Linked DNA regions of Mus musculus: region 1 is linked to region 2. The links are chromatin contacts, called in public Hi-C maps. All regions are on one chromosome and are shown on one strand. Each heading gives the region's core, a stretch centred on a gene start, on an enhancer-like site or on the middle of the called end of the contact. The rest is flanking DNA. Distances are from core to core; before and after follow the strand shown.

The links. A called contact is a pair of places that touch in the nucleus more often than the background predicts.
Region 1: a Hi-C map of the N1E-115 cell line shows a contact between it and region 2, with 2.4 times the contacts expected there. The contact joins two enhancer-like sites. A contact is called at or near these places in 6 of 484 Hi-C or Micro-C datasets (the N1E-115 cell line, cerebral cortex, embryonic stem cells and 2 more), 3 of 115 datasets of contacts at active chromatin or transcription factors (SST interneurons, T-cell acute lymphoblastic leukemia and bone marrow-derived macrophages) and 1 of 9 other capture datasets (embryonic stem cells).

What each region holds. Positions count from the first base shown.
Region 1 is chr3:153,491,364-153,495,443 of GRCm38.p6, forward strand. All of the region lies in intron 2 of St6galnac3 (ST6 (alpha-N-acetyl-neuraminyl-2,3-beta-galactosyl-1,3)-N-acetylgalactosaminide alpha-2,6-sialyltransferase 3), which reads right to left. Among named protein-coding and RNA genes, the nearest start is that of Gm46831, 16 kb to the right of the region's middle. Within about 2 kb of position 2,353, at least 15 of the 459 cell types and tissues checked have an H3K27ac peak or open chromatin away from gene starts, as enhancers often do. A contact at or near this core is called in the N1E-115 cell line, where this site is marked.
Region 2 is chr3:153,273,903-153,277,941 of GRCm38.p6, forward strand. All of the region lies in intron 3 of St6galnac3 (ST6 (alpha-N-acetyl-neuraminyl-2,3-beta-galactosyl-1,3)-N-acetylgalactosaminide alpha-2,6-sialyltransferase 3), which reads right to left. Among named protein-coding and RNA genes, the nearest start is that of Gm52634, 19 kb to the left of the region's middle. Within about 2 kb of position 2,374, at least 72 of the 459 cell types and tissues checked have an H3K27ac peak or open chromatin away from gene starts, as enhancers often do. A contact at or near this core is called in the N1E-115 cell line, where this site is marked.

The sequences.
Region 1 (4,080 bases), core at 1,103-3,602, 220 kb after region 2:
AGAGGACACAAAGAACCTCCTCTAGTCTCAACACAGAGGGATGAACGCAAGGCAAACAACTGCAACTTTTGCCCAACTTTTCTAAATATCCCTAAGACTGTTTACAGAATTAGAACACAAGGGGGAAAAAGAGAGAGAGAGAGAAAGGTAGATGTAGTGGGGGAGCCAATCGTGAGACTCCAGGGAAGAGAAATGAATTCTATGTGGCCTCCCGCTGCTGGCTGATTCCCAGGGAGAGCACTCTAGCACACTCATCTCCCACAGAGCTCTGAACCAAGTGCCAGTTCCCTTTGGGTGTCCCCATTGTCATTAACCAGGAAAAGCTCCATTAAAAACACTTACTTGGTGGAAGGCATTCTGCCCACACCAAACTGAATTAACCCTGAGCAAGAGAAATTGAGACTACAAGGAAATTTATAGCACTAATGACTTTAACAATTCTAAGCTGATTAACAGGAGGCCACGAACTGAAATCCTTGCGTTCCAATCAATCTTCCAGGAAACTCCAGGCACGAGCACTTAAGGGAGAAAATTCCATGTGATATTCTAAGCAGGCATCCCCATGAAAGCAGGGGAGTGATCAGAAAAGGCACACTACAATGGCAAGTGGGGTGGTAACTCTTCACTAGCCAGCCTATTCTGCGAATAAGTGGCTAGTTCTCCATTTCTATCTGTCACCCATACACCCTGATTCCTTCACAAGAAAAAGTGTAGAGCTCCTAAGAGGGAGGGCTGCTCTAATCCATTGAAGGTGAAAAGATAACAGGAAGAAAACATGAAGATTCTAATAGATTCAAATGTTGTCATGTTAGAATTGTTACCTGCAGGCAGTGAACAGATTGAATGATTCACCAGGAAAGGTGAAGAACGACCACCTAGTCCAGCATGCAAGTGGGACACTGCGGAGAACGTAGGAAATAGTTGTCATGGTTTAAAAGGAACTCAAACAGGTTGTTGTAGAGACAGAAACAAAGGCAAAAGCTCCCGTGCTCACTACATAGCGCCTTGATGAGGGAGGCATTGGATGATTGCATGTCCACAGAGTGACTATAAACAGGAACACATCTGGAAATGGCTCTCTGGGCATCTGTCTGCCTGATGAATTTCTCATCAATATTCCATAGCAGAAACAGCTCATCACCAGGGGGGCAAAAACCCACTCCATTTTCAGTCTTCTTCCCAGAATTCATGAACAAGTAATCCTTCAAGAGAGGAAGCTGTATGGCTGTTCATCCCCTGCCTCCCCCCCCCCCCACACACACACAGCACACCTCAGTCGGAACATTCAACGGTCAGGTTCACAAGGGTCTCATTCAAAATGCCAGCTTCTCTCTCAGGATTACCAGCCATTTGAGAATCACTGGTTGGCAGGAAGTTTCCCCTGTCAGCTTCTGCCCCATCATGAATTGGAGGGCAGGGACTCTAACAGCTACATTTTCCCATCATATATGGAGGATTGGGAATCTAACAGCTACATTTTCTTTGCACTAGGATCTTGGATGTCTATTAGACACTGCCAACAGGATGCAAGCCATCATGGTCTGCAGTGCTGGAGATGGAGTTAATCTTCCCCTATCACTGGTAGCTGAAAGATGGCCTCTGTCAGCCAGACAATTTCTCAAGATTTCATTTTCAACTAGATACTAGATTTGAAATATGGAAAAAAAAAAGTCACACTTCCCAGAACCCTCATGCTGTTACCCAACCTTGAGTAAGTTACTTAATTTTTTGACCCTGTGCTTACTCATTTGTAAATAAGATTGATCCACTGGCAAGAAAGTGCTGGCTATGACTTTCATTCCACTTGAGGCACTTAGCAGAGCACTTGGCACAGAGAGGCACTCAGGAAGCTGCCGCTAAGATTATGATCATCTGAGAACAACAAAGCCAGCCTGGTGAAGAGGAGGTCTATCTGGAATGAGCAACAGAAGGCAGCTCTGTGACATCAGTGAGCTACTTAGTTTCTTTGTGCTTCATTTATTGGCTGTTCTCTACTGAAAATGGTGGATGCCATAGACAGCAGAATTATTCAGTAAACGTTATACTGTTTATACAAACCTACCAAAAATAAACAAATATCTGTGGATAATCATTAATTATTATAAAAAGTGTGCAAATATTTCCCACCACTGCTAAGGAGGCAAATCAAACAAATCCCTGGTGCCATCTTTACATATAGAAAACTGGTATTTGCAACTAACACATGAAGGTAGAAAGTAGAAGGGCCGATACAGACCATTTTGCTATATTTTGAACATCTTTGTCTGGCAGTAATGCCAAATGCACTGTAAGAGACAGTTAGGGAAAGAATCCTAAGCGAATTCTCCTAATTGGCTTTCTGCATAGTTAACTTCACTTACAGAGAAAAACGGTTATGGGGGCAGGACACATTGCAAGAGAAGGCTCGTGGGCACAATTATGTAGCCTACAGAATTTAAGATGCTTTCTTCCATGCTACAAGCAAAAAAATAAAGAAAGAATGAAAGAAATAAATGCTTCCCAGTGGCAGGAATATGCTAAGGCAGATCCGATGGTGGATATTACTGATGCTGTGAAGTCTGCCTGCCTGTAAAGGCCACAGCACTTTATACAAGCACAGCAGCCACTGTCAGGCGACTCCATCCCTGGACTCTAACCGGGGAGAGCAACAACAGGCTCAGAGCACCTTATTTAATGAAAAGGAGAATTGGAAGGTTCACCCTGGTTTGGACAGCAGATTGGCCACAGTCCAATCGCTGGAAAACAAGAAAGTTGTGGGGTACTGAAGGCAGTCAAGCCAGCTGGTGTTCGTTTGGCTCCCAGGAATATCAAAGATGCACAGACTTGCCCCTCTGAGGTACCAGGCCTTCAATAGTAAGCATTAGGGCCCTTTGGCTCAGAGCTTATCACCTAAGAATCTGCTTCACTTTGATCCTCAGTAGATTCCTGCCAAAGGATATCAATCTCAACCTAGTTTAAAATCAAGAAGCCGGACTGCCATTTCCTACCAACTCTCTAATTTAGGAAAACTGATATTTTCACTCTAAAATGCTGTCCCATCTGACAAATAATTCAGGGAATTCGGGGCCAATGCGTTGGTACAACCTGGAAAAGAACACAGTTAACAATCACCCTGCTTTTTAAACAGAACTTAAATAACGAAAAATAGCACCATTGGTTTTGAAAACTATAGGGAGAGACACAGGAGGTCAGTTCATCAGCAGCAGGGCAGGAATGGCGTGGTAGCTGTGATTTCTGCCGGACTATGAAAGGACAGAGGGAGAGTTGCATAGTTGACCCAGCTATGGTCTTCACCATAGCTCCTAATGGCACCACAAAATGCACTCCTGCATATAAGATCCACGGGGCTCAGAAGTTCAACACAAGCAAGTAAGACAGACCCACAGGGAAGAGTGACAGGCAGCTGAACCCTTAGTTAAAAAACATCCAGACTTCAGACTAAGGTGCTAGCCTTTGTAAGCTCTCTCCTACCTCCTCCCCACCTCTCTATCTTCCACCCAGCCTTAACTGATGCTCTGGAGGCAGGTTCAAAACTCACCCCTGACACTTTGAACATGTGACTTGAGAATTGTCTAGTGTAGCCTATTTTCTCATTTACAAATGAAATTGTGACTTTATATAAACCAAGGAGAATGTGCAATGGACATTCAAATCCCATGACTCAATGTAAGAACTGTGGGCTGTGACAATTCATCTCAGGGGTTAGTTTGAGTAAATCACAGTGCGAGGGTTTTGGCCAAATGCTATTCTGGATGTTCTTTAGCTTTTGTTCATATGGTTTTTAGATAAAATTAGTATTAAATTGATAGGCTTTGAGTAAATTAGACCACACTCTATATACTGTTGACTGCCTGTATCCAGTCAATTTGAAGCCCAAGAGAACAAAGACTGAGTTCTCTTAGCAAGAAGAAAGTCCAGTAGACATTGATTTCAAAACAGAAAGTTCAGCAGGCCTCTGTCTTGCTGGTCTACCCCATCAAAAACTAACCATTACTCCTACATGATTTCAGTGTATACATGTGATCTCAAATTATATGTATGTGCATATCTATTTACATGTACATGACATACATACATAAT
Region 2 (4,039 bases), core at 1,124-3,623:
TTACTACAAAACAAAACAAAACAAACCAGAACAAAACTGCATAGGATCTACATGTTTGTCAACTGAAAGAAACATATCTCACTAGCAAAGACAAACAGAACTTCAGGTTGAGAGAGTAGACAAGGGCATTCCACACAGAGGGAATTAGAAAGCAAACAGATGTGGCTATCTCTGAGAAATAGATGTTAAACTAAAATTAGTCAGGAGAAATAAAGATAATATATTGATTCAGGGAAATAGTCATCAAGAATAAATAAAAGGCTCGGGGCTAAGGAGATGGCTCAGCAGATAAAGGTGCTTGCTGTGCAAACTCTGTGAACTGCTTGATTGCTTGTGCTCAGCTCGATTTCTCCACTCTTCAGGACCTCATACCCAGGGAATGCGGCTACCCACAGTGCGCTTGATCTTTCCATATTAATGAATTTATGACAGTCCCCCTAGATATTCCACAGGCCTCATATTCCTCATCGAGACTGTTTTCCTAGGTGAGTCTAGGTTGGATCATGCTGGCAGTTAAAGCTAACCATCACATACACACTCAGTTTCATGAGAGTGGTACTTCAAGTGGAAAGGGAAACAGATGAACCTTAACACAACAATAGCGGGGGCTCGAAGTACACAACTCAGGCCATGAGATAGGTCACCCGGATGAAAAACAAACCGACAAGGAACACCAGAGTTCAACAACATTACAGATTAAGTCTATGTAACAAACATCTACAGAACATTCTATTCAAACCCTGAAGAATATTTTCAAAGGGTCATCAATAGGTTTTTTTCTAAAATAAATCACATTTAGGGCACAAAGCAAGCATAAGAAATATAAGAAAAATGAAATAATTTCTATTCTACAGGATCACAACTGAATAAATAAAAAAACAAGAGAAACTACATTCAAATAAACACATAAAGACCCAATAACATATTATCACATATCATGTCCTTAAATCAGGATTAGGTAACTTAAAATCTTCTAGAATCAAATAAAAAATGATAATACAATACAGCAGATCCTGTGGATATTATGAAAGCAGTTCTAAGAAGGAATTTCATGATTATAACTGTGCATGTTAGAGAATCAGAGAACTGTCATATAAACAACAATGGTATACCTTACAGCCTAGGGAAAAAAGAGAAACCTTCAGTCAACAGGTAGAAAGATATAATAAAAATCAGGACATAGATTAATGAACTGAAAATGAAAAAGACTAAAAGAAACAAGAGATTGGTTATCTGAAAAATCTGATTAACTAATTATTAGCCAGCCTAAAGGAAGGGGGAAAAGATTCAAATGAATAAAACTAGAGATAAAACAGCAGAAACCAATGGAATTCCAAAGATAATTAGGGTGCATTTTGAAAAGTCACATTCCAAAAGAACTGAAAATCTGGAAGAAATAACTTCTAAACTCACAGGACCTACTAAAATTAAGCCAAGAACACAAACAACTTAAACACAGTTAGCAATGATGTAATGAGCTTGGTAATGAGCTGCCTGTCTAAATTGGCTCATGTAGAGACTGATTCCTTGATGGACTCTGGTCACTGCTTCAAAGTGCAGCTGATACCAATGTTTCTCAAAATACTCCTCAAAACTGAGAGAAAAGACATTCTACCAATTTATCCTACAACATTAGTGTTATTCTGATAGCCAAGCTGGACATAGATGCAGTGGAAAATTAAACAAACAACCCAGAAATAAATAAAAAAGAAAATCCTGTCTCCCTCCTTCCCCAATGAACATAACTGTGAAACTTCTCAGTAAAATACTTGCCAAGGTAACTCAGCTGCACATTCAAAAGGCACTCACCGTGACCAAGGAGATCCAGGGATGGTTTTACATATGTAAAAAAGACAGTAGTCCATCACACAAAGACAGAAATCACAGGATCATCTGAGTGGATTACAAATGGCCTTTGACAAAACCCAACACCCACTCATGATAAAATCCCTGAAGTACTGGAGAAAGGAGACACTACAGGGACACACTTCTTCTATGGTTGGAGATCATGTGGTATTAGGGCGAAGGCAACAGGAGATGGAACCACACAACTTCGTGTGCAGCATTAAAAAAAAAAATCAATAACACAAGGAAGATAAAGAAGACCCAGTGGTGAGGTAAAGCCTTTTGTTTGAGGGCTGAATACTGAAGTGAAAGAGGAGAACTATGACACATGCATTTTAAATAACATTCCATAAAGATTTATATTTCATAGAGATATTTTTATAGAGGTATTTCATAAAAGTTTTAAGTCCTTATTGATTTAGGATGGGCAGTGCTAGATCAGCCAACCCAAGCACACGTGGTCCATGAGTGGCTGACTTGGCTCTCTGCATTCAACTGATGACTTCTGCATGGCCCAGCCCTTCTGCTCTTTACCACAGGAAATGGTTCAGGTTTCCACCCACGCCCAGACAGAAGACATGCAGTGACTTAGGCTGCCTTGACCTGGATGAGCTAGCAGCATGACACTGGACTCTTGAAGAGAAAAGCAAGCAGCAGGGATGGTTTCCCTCCATTTTAAGAATACCAAATGCAAGAACAGGGTTTTCACAGCTTGAAAAATCTAAAGCAGCTTAAGTGGTAAAATATGGCTCTAATCAAAACGACTCAGGGTTGAACAGTGAACCTGGCAGCCTCTGGCTACTCAGTATTGTTTCTTGTGAGAAATGTGATATTCAGGGTATAACCTAACCTGCAACTATAAATAATACGCAGGGCAGAAGGAACCAGGAGATCCCTACACACCAGTCCAAGTGGTTCTAATTGTATTGTACCCCAAAGAGGAGAGTAATTATGTGGGGGAGCATGGGATTTCCCCCTGAAGCAATCAAGCATCCGCTTCAGCCAATGCTGACTCACTAATAAAACTGCATCTGTACTCAACCGTTTATTTTGAACGTGCCCGTTTTTTGATTTGCCTATGGGCCTTCCTTTGATTTGTCCGAGCTAATTCATCCGCAGGGCCAACACAGGCTTCTTGAGTTGACTGGACTCTGACCCTGTTTGTCTAGCAGATCCTCTGTACTTGTCCAAACAGGTGACTTTCCATGTTCGGCCTCGCTCGTTCTGCCAAGCCCGAATCCATTTTCAGGAATATTTCCTCTTGCATTTCCTGAACTTGTTTTCAACAATACAGGAAAATGTGTGATGGAGAGAGAATGTGCAGGGGGGCAGCAGCGGGGGTTTTCTCCTGCCTTGTTTTTCGCTGCCTTCACTTCAAACAAGTGTGTGTTTAGGCGGCAGAGACAGCAGCGTGCAGCCTTCATTCATTTCCCTAGAGAATGGCTTATCAAGTGCTGAAAATACGAGCTGTTCTATTCTGCAAAACACACATCAGATCCTTTGACAAGCAGTAGTCATTACCGTGTGTTCTATAGTTCCCTGCCTGGAAAGTGGTCGGCGGACAAGCCATCCCCTGGGGCGGCTTAACCCCGTTTATTCATCTCAATTTTCCTCTAGGTTTCTAGCCACAAAAAGAAAAAAAAATAAATTAAATTAACAAAACCCATTTGGAAAATGAACCTTTTGCGGTGGGTTCCAGGAAGCATTTAATTCAGGCAAGGCTGTGCCTCGCAGAGCCACCCACACGCCACATGCCGCTGCTTTGATGCATGGACAGTGGCAGCTGCAAACCTGAGATCTGAGGCTCATTAATGCATCTGCATGCTGAGGAATGTGCTGTATGTCGAGGTTTCCACGGCGACTGGACTGCGCATGGCCTATTCTCTGGAAGGAGGAACCTCGGTCTGCTGTCACTGGGGGGTAAGCATTACTAGCGAGCATAGAACAGCTGCACATGTGCCAGAGTGGGTGTCAGTCCACACACTGGTTCAATACAGTGGAGCCCCTGTTGACATTCCAAATTACAATGAGAAAGCCCGGGTCTGTAGACAGCTCTCACGCTGAGACAGAGATGGTGTGCAAAGAGAGTGCCAGGCGGAAAGTGTGTACGTGACACAGAGGAAGGCTTGGCTACCAGCCTTTCACAAAATTTCTACAGATGGAGATGGTGTGTTAAAACACCACGAGTTGCTTT